2 separate regions of the Mus musculus genome follow, and region 2 is linked to region 1. The links are chromatin contacts, called in public HiChIP or PLAC-seq maps. All regions are on one chromosome and are shown on one strand. Each heading gives the region's core, a stretch centred on a gene start, on an enhancer-like site or on the middle of the called end of the contact. The rest is flanking DNA. Distances are from core to core; before and after follow the strand shown. Region 1 has its middle 11 kb from the start of Pdlim4. Region 2 overlaps Gm2a (GM2 ganglioside activator protein).

Region 1 (4,338 bases), core at 113-2,612:
GGCTCCTGGTTAATTTGCTGTCTAGTGAAACACTTAAAGGAGAAATAATACCTGGACTCATAACAATGATGTACCAACAGTTCCCATTATCTCTGATCAAATGCTCTTAGGCACGTGAAGAAACAGAAAATGCAATAGCTAGCCAAGAGGGGAGACGATGAAGATTAGATCCAGAGAGCCAGGCATGGAAGTGCACCTGCACCTGCCATCTCAGCACTCAAGGGGTTGAAGCTGGAGGATCAGAAGTGTAAGGCCAGCCCTGGCGGGCGACAGAGAACTATCTTAAAGAAACAGAGACAGGAGAGACAGCTTAGCATGGAAAGTGTCTTCTGTACAAATATGGGGACCTGAGTTTGGATCTCCAGAACTCACCAAAAAGCCAAGCATGGTAGCGCAGGCCAACAACCCAGGTCTGGTTAGTGAAGCTCAGTGGCTAGCCAGCTGATTGGTTAGTGAAGCTCAAGGCACAGTGAGAGTCCCTGTCTCCTAAAATAAAGGTGGAGGGATTTGGGGGATTCAGTAGTTAAGGGCACTTTCGGAGAATCCGCACTCAACTCACAATGCCAATATGAAGGATCACAACTGTCCATAACTCCAGTTCCGAGGAATCCAATGCCCTCTTAACATCCATATACATACAATTAAAAAAAGGAAAACATGTTTAAGCCAGTAAACTAAAGGTGTGGGGGTAGAAAAAGGAGGCTCACATGGGGCTTGTGGCTGATAGCCTAGCTCCGGTTTCAGTAAAATACCCTGTCTCAAATGAATAAGATGGAGAGTGATAGATCAGAGTACCCAATGTCCTACTCCGGCCTCTGTGCACCCATACACATGCACATGAACTGCACACAGTAATACACATATACATGCACACACACACACACACACACATACACACACACACACACACACACACACACACACACACACACACACAGACAGAGAGAGAGAGAGAGAGAGAGAGAGAGAGAGATTTGCTACTGAAAATAGAACAACCAGCAGTAGATTTTGTGGCACTAGAAGTGTTGGAGAAGGTTCTCAAGGGCAGAGGGAAATGGTATCTGATGGAAACTCAGTCCTAAAGACAGGAACACAGGCTGCTAGTACAAAGAACATAACTAGAAGACAGGTCTGATAGTTAATCTTGTCAGCTTGCCGGGATTCCGAATCCCCATGTCTGTGAAAGATGGTCTAGAGTAGGTCAACTGAGGTGTGGGAGGGTCACTGTCTCATGGACTGGGGCTCCTGAATAAAGAAAAGGGAGCAAACGAGCTGAGGCCCTGGACTGACCTGTCTCTCTGCTTCCCGGCTGGCTGCAGGTGCAGACTGGCTGCGGTGCAGAGGGCTGGCTGCCTCCCTTCCTGCCACCACACCTCCTGCTCCTTGATCGCTGTACCTTCCAGCTGTGAGTCAACATAATCCCTCCCTCCACTAACACGCCTTTGTCACAAGTTTTAAGTTACAAACACAATAAAAATACCAGCCCTCAAACACCAGCTCCAGAATTAGAAATCTTCTCAGTAGTTAAGAGTGCTCAGTGCTCTTCCAGAGGACCCAGGTTCAAGTCCCAGCGCCTATACAGTGGCTCACAACCATTTGTGCCTCCACAAACACCAGGAATACCCCTGGTGCACAGACATACATGCAGGAAAAACACCCACACATATAAAATAACAAAATAAAGAAATCTTAAAGAAAACCAGAAATAACAAGTCAGTAAGTCACCAGTGTATCCTTCTGACCCTTTAACCTATCTATAACAAGAAAGCAGAGCATTGTGATAATAAAAAGGATTCCCACCCCAAGACTAAACATGTCTACCTATGCTTCCTATGAGCTCCGGGTTTTGGGGTTTGATGGTGGCCAGTTTTTTGGTTGGTTTGCTTATTTGTTTGTTTTGTATTTTGAGGCAGGATCTTACTCTGTAACCCAGACTGGCCTTCAACTCACAGAAATCCTCTGCCTCCCCCTCTTGAGTGCTGGGATCACAGGTGGGAGTCATCATACCCCGTTTATTAACTTCTCGTTGAATGTAAGTATCCGAACTGTTTAGAAACCTGTCCGTACTGTAATAATGTAAACATAAAGTTATGATTTAAATAACCGTGTATTTGGGAAGGTCCTCGCATTCAAATGTTTAGGTACTTGTCTTCCAGATGGTGACTCTGCTCTGAGGGGCTGTGGAACCTTTGGAACTGTGGCCTAGCTAGCAGAAGTGGGTCACTGGTGGGGGGGGGCAAGCTTTAAACATGATGCCCATTTCTGATTCTTAGTGGGGCTCTCTGTTTCCTGATCTGTCAGAGGTGAACAGCTCAGGCCACTCACTCCAACCAACAACAGAGCCACCCCAGCCACCATGCCTTCCTTTCCCAAATTGTTCCTGTCAGGTATTTTGCTGCAGCATCAAGAAAGGTAACCTAAAAGGGTGAATATTTTATACTCTCTCTCTCTCTCTCTCTCTCTCTCTCTCTCTCTCTCTCTCTCTCACACACACACACACACACACACACACACACACACACACATGCACACACACACACAATGAATCCATGTGAGGCTCATTCTACACTGTGGAAAATTATAAGATTACAACCCTTGTTCTGTTGCTGTATAAACAACAGCAAATTACTTTTTGACAATTTCATACACATATAGATGTACTTTGATTGTATTCATCCCTGCACATGTCTCCTATCCCCTTCCCACTCCTACTGACCGCCTTCTTTCTTGCCAACTAGTGTCTTTACTCTGGGTAACCTAGTGATTTTACTATGGTTGCTTGCGGGAGCATAGATAACGTTTGTTTTTTGTTTTTGTTTTGTTTTGTTTTTTACTGGAGCGTATGCAACATATGCCAGTGGCTGCATCACTGAAGAATATGTGTCCCCTTTCCCCACAATCATGAACTGCTCCTTCGGGAGTGATGGAACATCCATAGCCCACCCTCTATCCATGACAGTATGTTGACAGCCCAATCTTGTGGAGGCTCTGTGCAGGTAACCACAGCAGCTAGGCATTTATGAGTGCCATAGTTATGCTGTCTGGAAGCCAGCTCTGGAGCATTCCTCCATCCCTTACTTGTTTTCCAGTTTATTTACTTTCTTCTGTGGGGTTCTCTGGGCTATAGATGGAATGATACATATGTCCTGCTTAGAAAAAAAATATTCAATGTTCACTTACTGTCTTAGTTAGGGTTTCATTGCTGTGAAGAGACACCACAACCAAGGCGACTTTTATAAAAGACAACATTTAATTGGGACTGACTTACAGTTTCAGAGGTTCAGTCTATTGTCATCATGGTGGGAGGAAGCATGACAGTATCCAGGCAGACATGGTGCTGGAGGAGAAAGAGTTCTACATCTTGATCTGAAGGCAGGCAGAAGGAGGCTCTCTTCTGTAGGCAGCTAAAAGCTCACACTGGGTGGAGCTTGGGCATAGGAGTCCTTGAAGCCTGCCTATACAGTGATATACTTCCTCTAACAAGGCTACACCTCCTCCAATAAGACCACATCTCCTAATAGCGCCACTCCTAATAGTGCCATATGAATGGTGAAAGCATATTCAAACCACCACATTCCACTCCCTGGCCCCCATAGGCTTATTCAAACATGAGTCTACAGGGACCATACCTAGCCATAGCATAACACAAAATACATTTACTCCAACTTCAAAAGTCCCCTTGGTTTATAACAGTCTCAACAATGTCATAAGTCCAAAGTTCAAAGTCTCTTCTGAGATTCATGCCATCTCTTAACTGTAATCCCCTATAAAATCAAAACAAAAAAGCAGATCACAAACTTCCAGCATCACAGGATATACATTACCATTCGAAGCATAGTGAGGAAATACTGGACCGAAGCAAGACTGAAAACCAAGTTGGGAGAACTCCAAACTCTACATCTCCATATCTGATGTCAAAGTGCTCTTTGATCCAAACTCTTATCTTTCTCAGCTTTCCTCAGCAGGTATCCCACAGCTCTGGCATCCCTAATACCTTGAGGTCTCCAAGGCAACTTCAATTTCACAGCTTCTTGTTCCAATGTCTGGGATCCATACATGATTTTTCTGGGCTCCTCGAAAGGACTTGGGTCACTTCCCTAGCTCTGCCCTCTGTACCACTCCAGGCTCTAGGTGACTCTACTCCCTCCTCCAGCTGTTCTTGGGGTCATCCCATCATCTCCAATATGCCATGGTCTTCTGCTGCAAATAAGCCTCACCAATAACTTCTCATAGGCTCTCTTCATGGTGCCAGCCCTCAGCTTCTCTGCATGACCCCTTCATTTCTGGGCCATCAACTGCAACTGATAGCTGTACCTTCACCAATGGCCTTCCCTGGCC
Region 2 (4,346 bases), core at 1,457-3,956, 1.0 Mb before region 1:
ATGGGTGGGAATAAGCTGATGTCCCCAAATAGATCTAAAAAGCAAGTGAACTGTGAAAGGATCGCTCGCCCTCATGAGGGATGACATTAGAGACTGGCCAAGACTCGGACTCTTAGTGTCAAAAATTGTGTGGGGAAGAAAACACAGCTGTCAGTGTAGGTGTAAACCTGGTTGGCTGTTTGGAGACATTTGGGCATTGATTATCAAAAGAGCTTTAAAAGCGTGCATCTGAGCCAGCGGGCTGCCTCAGCAGGACAAGGTGCTTGCCTTGTAAGCCTGGCGATCCGAGTTCCTGCCCCAGAACCCAACAAAAAGGTGGAAGGAGAGAACCAACTCTACAACTTGTCCCTGTTCCCTGTGTCGTGTGGGCCTCACCCCACATCTCCATATGCAGACACAAGAATAATAAATAAAAACATTTAATGTGAAGGTACATAGTCAGGAGAGTATGAATAGATCATTATTATACGGACAAATTCTAGCCCGCATGGCGTCTCCCAAATTAATCACGCTGTCTCATTAGAACAATGAGTGAAGATTCTGGGAGGATCCGTAACAGCCAACAATGAGCAGCTCCTAAGGAATTAGGCTAGGAGAAGACATTTAATAGAAGCTATTCATGGTGGCACACGCCTGTAATCCCAGTCCTCGGGAGGTGATGGCAGAAGGAGCAGAAGTTCAAGGCTATCCTTAGGTACTTACATTAAGTTGTGGGGCAGCCTAAACTACCTAAGGAAGGCCCTGGCTCAAAAGAACAGAAACAAAGTTGGGGATGTGGTTTTGGCAGAGTGCTCACCTAATATGCATGAGAGGCCCCGGGGTCCATTCCAGGTGTGGTAGTACCCCTGTGATCTGAGTACTCAAGAAGTGGAGGCCAGAGAGCCAGGAGCTCACAGCAAGTTCAAGGCCAGCTAAGGCTACATAAAGCCCTCCCTCAAAACATACATACAAAGCACTGCTTGTTTTCATATGTATTTTTTAAAAAATAAATGCATGCAGTATGGATAAAGGAAACAGCATTGTTCATTCAGCTCTGAGAGTCCACATTGTGGCGGCTCATGCCCACAACCAAACTGCGGCAGGCAGGCCTACCACAAGTTCAAGGCCAGCATAGGCTACAGAGTGAGACCCTGTCTCAAAACAAAAGAAAATAGCCTTATGTCCCTGGCTACTGGCTATACATCAAAACAACACAGAGGAGTCCATGGTGAACACTGGGCCGCCATATCCAAGTGCATGAATGGGTGAATCCCAGCTGACCTGGGTTTCCCTTCCATCCCCTGACCCTGAGACTCTATGAACCCGGGAAAGTCTGTGGTAAGTCTGCAAAGTCTGAAGTCTTTCACAATCTATGAGCATGAGTTTCCATGGCGCCTGCTGGCTGCCCACTCCCCGTCCATCGTCCACACAGCCTGGGGCTTACCTTCTGAGGAGCAGTGAGGGGAACGCTGGTCTTGCCCTCAAGGCTGACGACTACATCTCCAGGAACCACAATGGGGTCAGGTTGGATCGTGAGGCTTTTGATCACTGCAGGGTCCTTTCCTTCATCACAGTTATCCCAGGAGAAGCCACCAAGTTGGGAAAGCTAGGGACAACGAGACAGCAAGGAGAGAAGTGGAGGAAAAGAAATGTTTCAGCATACAAGAGTTGGAGGGAGGCCTGCCCATTCCCCTCTGAGCTCCATGGTAACAGTCACACTTGTCTGACCCATTCTTCAGGCAAAATGCCAAAGTGCAGGGCCTAGGCCCATTATATCAGACCTTGAACTTTAAAACTAAGGGGGTTGGGATGTCGCTCCGTTGGTGGAATGTCTACCTGGCATATTGGAAACCTTAGGCTCTATCCTTGGCATGACACAAACCCAGTGTGGTGGCAGGGGCAACACTTGGGAGGTAGAACATCAGGAATTCATGGTCATCTTCAACTACATAGCCCATGTCAGGCCAGTCTAGATACACAAGACCCTGTTCTGGGGCAGGGCAGGAGAGAGAGAGAGAGAGACTTAGCTAGCTGTATGGGTGCAAGCCCATAATGTAAACACTCAAGGGAAGATGTGGTCATTCTAAACCAGCCTAGGCTACAAAAGAAGGGAGGGAGGGAGGGAGGGAGGAAGGGAGGGAGGGAGAGAGGAATCACCCCTAGCTAAGGAAGTATTGGCAGTGGTGGCTACAGAGAGGAGGAGTCATTATACCTTGGGGGCTTGTGATACTCATAGATAGCCATGTCCTAACCCATGCACATATGAGAAGCAATAATTGGACTCAGTGGGTTATTAAGAGAAGATAAAAATGGCAGGCAGGTGCGCTGGATTGAAAGGGAATGTGGGATTGGATACGATACAGATACATTGTATACAAGTCAATGAATACAGAAAATACTCTATTTAATAATGGTATTAGCCTCATTTAGCTTTGAGGGTACCTTCTCTGAGCTCTGACCCTGCCACCCATTTCTCTCCAGCTAGCTTTGGGAGGTCACCACAAGACAAGCTGCTGAAAGTCACCCTTGTATTCCATGCCCATGAGCCTGATTATGCCCCACCCCTTGTCCAATCCTAGGTCGGCAACAAGGGGGAACAAGGAGAAAGAACACAAGGAGAAACAACAGTAACCCAAGCCTCAGCGTCCAGGGAACAAGACCCACAGGACAAGATCTACAGGAGGTCCCTCAGTGACGAGCAATGACTTTCTCACCTTACACCCACATTCTTACTCCCCTGTCGTGAACCACACCATAGGCACAACCTGAGTCACCCACCACTCCTCTGCAGAGGAACTTCTCAAATCTTCCTCCACGTGACCTAGATCCAACAAATGTGACCACCAGCCCCCAGAACCTTAGGATCTGGGATTCATTCTACACCTCTGTCTGTCTGTTTGTCTGCCTGTCTGCCTGTCTCTCCCTCTCAAAACACACTCACATGCCCCACCCCCAAAACCCCCTACAAAGACACTTAGCACTGCCATTATCCACACACAGCCTTAGAAAATCTGCCAGCCTGGCCTCCATCTTAACCCATTCATAACCATCCGGACCCAGAGAACACCTGATCCGTGCTAGACCACAGCTTCTCTCTGCCAAGCCTTGGAATTATGACACAAGAAGCTGTGTGTGTGACCCTATGGCCAGAGGCAATGTATGTGACCCTTATGACACAAGGCCTGGCACTGCCTTGGGTCAAAAGTTTTAAGGTGGGTTCCAAGCACGTACACTTGCGGCTCAGCTCCAAGTTGAGTTGAGGAGACAAGAGTAAGAGCCCCTCTGTCCTATGGGAAAGGAACACAGAGTCAGTCACCTATATGATCTACTACAGCACTAAAGGAGCCAGGCATGCTGACATACACCAGTCATCCCAGCACTAGGGAGGCTGAGGCAGGAGGATCTCAAGCTTGAAGGCAGCCTGGGCTACATAGTGAGACCCTGTCTTCAAAAAAGAACAAAAGGCAATCTAAGACCAGCAAGACCAGCACAGGGCACATGCCTGTAATCCCAGCACTCGGCTCTGATGTTCAAACTCATCCTCAAACACACAGTGAGCTCATAACCAGCCTGGGATGGAAAACAAGCATCCCAGGGACCTGGGACAGGTATGGCTTTGGAGTGCCAGGCAGGAAGCCTAGGTTCCAGTCAAACAGACCTGGGTTGGAATCCCAGCCTGGAACACATACAATTGGAGTCCTGATTTCTGATTTCCACATCTTTTAAGTAGAGGCATTTTATATCTTCCTCCCAGAACTGTTGCAAGGTGAGAACACGTATGTGACAACTCATGACATTGTGTCAGACACAAAGCATGAGCTGGCTCACTAAAACACAGCCATGTGCCTCCCTGGCCTCTGTTTCCTGCCACCAACTCCGTGAGATCCATGTAAGCCTGTTAAACTCCATGTTCAAGCTTCTTGGCATGGGCTTCTGATTCCTGGAATGAAAGGCCACACTGTGACTAAGAAAGGCAGGGCCAGGGTAGGTACCAGCAGGTATTTTGCTCAAACTTCATTCCATAAGTATTTGTGAAGCGACTATTTCAGGGCCTGGACTGAGGCTTTGTAAACAATAGGAAGCAGTTCTTCCCTGCCTTGTGGGGCTTATAGTCTAGTGTAAATAAGTGTTCCCCAGGCTGGCAGTGTAACTCAGTGGTAGAGAGCTCGCCTAACATGCCTAAAGTCCTGGGTTCAAACCCAAGTACTAGGGGGCAGAAAAAACGGAAAGAAAAGAAGGGAGAGAAGGAGGGAGGGAGGGAACAAAGGAGGATCGACCACATATTAGAGTGCCTGAAGGTGGTGTGGAGAGTAACTCAGGTCTTACTTAGGGTGGTTGAAAGGTGACACTTAAAAACATTCTTTCAG

Evidence for each region. HiChIP or PLAC-seq counts read pairs in DNA pulled down with a chosen protein or histone mark.
Region 2: a FOXA1 HiChIP or PLAC-seq map of pancreatic cancer cells shows a contact between it and region 1. The contact joins two enhancer-like sites. A contact is called at or near these places in 3 of 39 promoter capture datasets (embryonic stem cells, liver and pre-B cells) and 1 of 115 datasets of contacts at active chromatin or transcription factors (pancreatic cancer cells).

The regions. Positions count from the first base shown.
Region 1 is chr11:54,077,590-54,081,927 of GRCm38.p6, reverse strand. No RefSeq gene overlaps it. Among named protein-coding and RNA genes, the nearest start is that of Pdlim4, 11 kb to the right of the region's middle. Within about 2 kb of position 1,362, at least 33 of the 459 cell types and tissues checked have an H3K27ac peak or open chromatin away from gene starts, as enhancers often do. A contact at or near this core is called in pancreatic cancer cells, where this site is marked.
Region 2 is chr11:55,100,826-55,105,171 of GRCm38.p6, reverse strand. Gm2a (GM2 ganglioside activator protein) reads right to left here. Exons shown (of 4, transcript NM_010299.3): 2 at 1,424-1,585. Among named protein-coding and RNA genes, the nearest start is that of Gm2a, 5.0 kb to the right of the region's middle. Within about 2 kb of position 2,706, at least 21 of the 459 cell types and tissues checked have an H3K27ac peak or open chromatin away from gene starts, as enhancers often do. A contact at or near this core is called in pancreatic cancer cells, where this site is marked.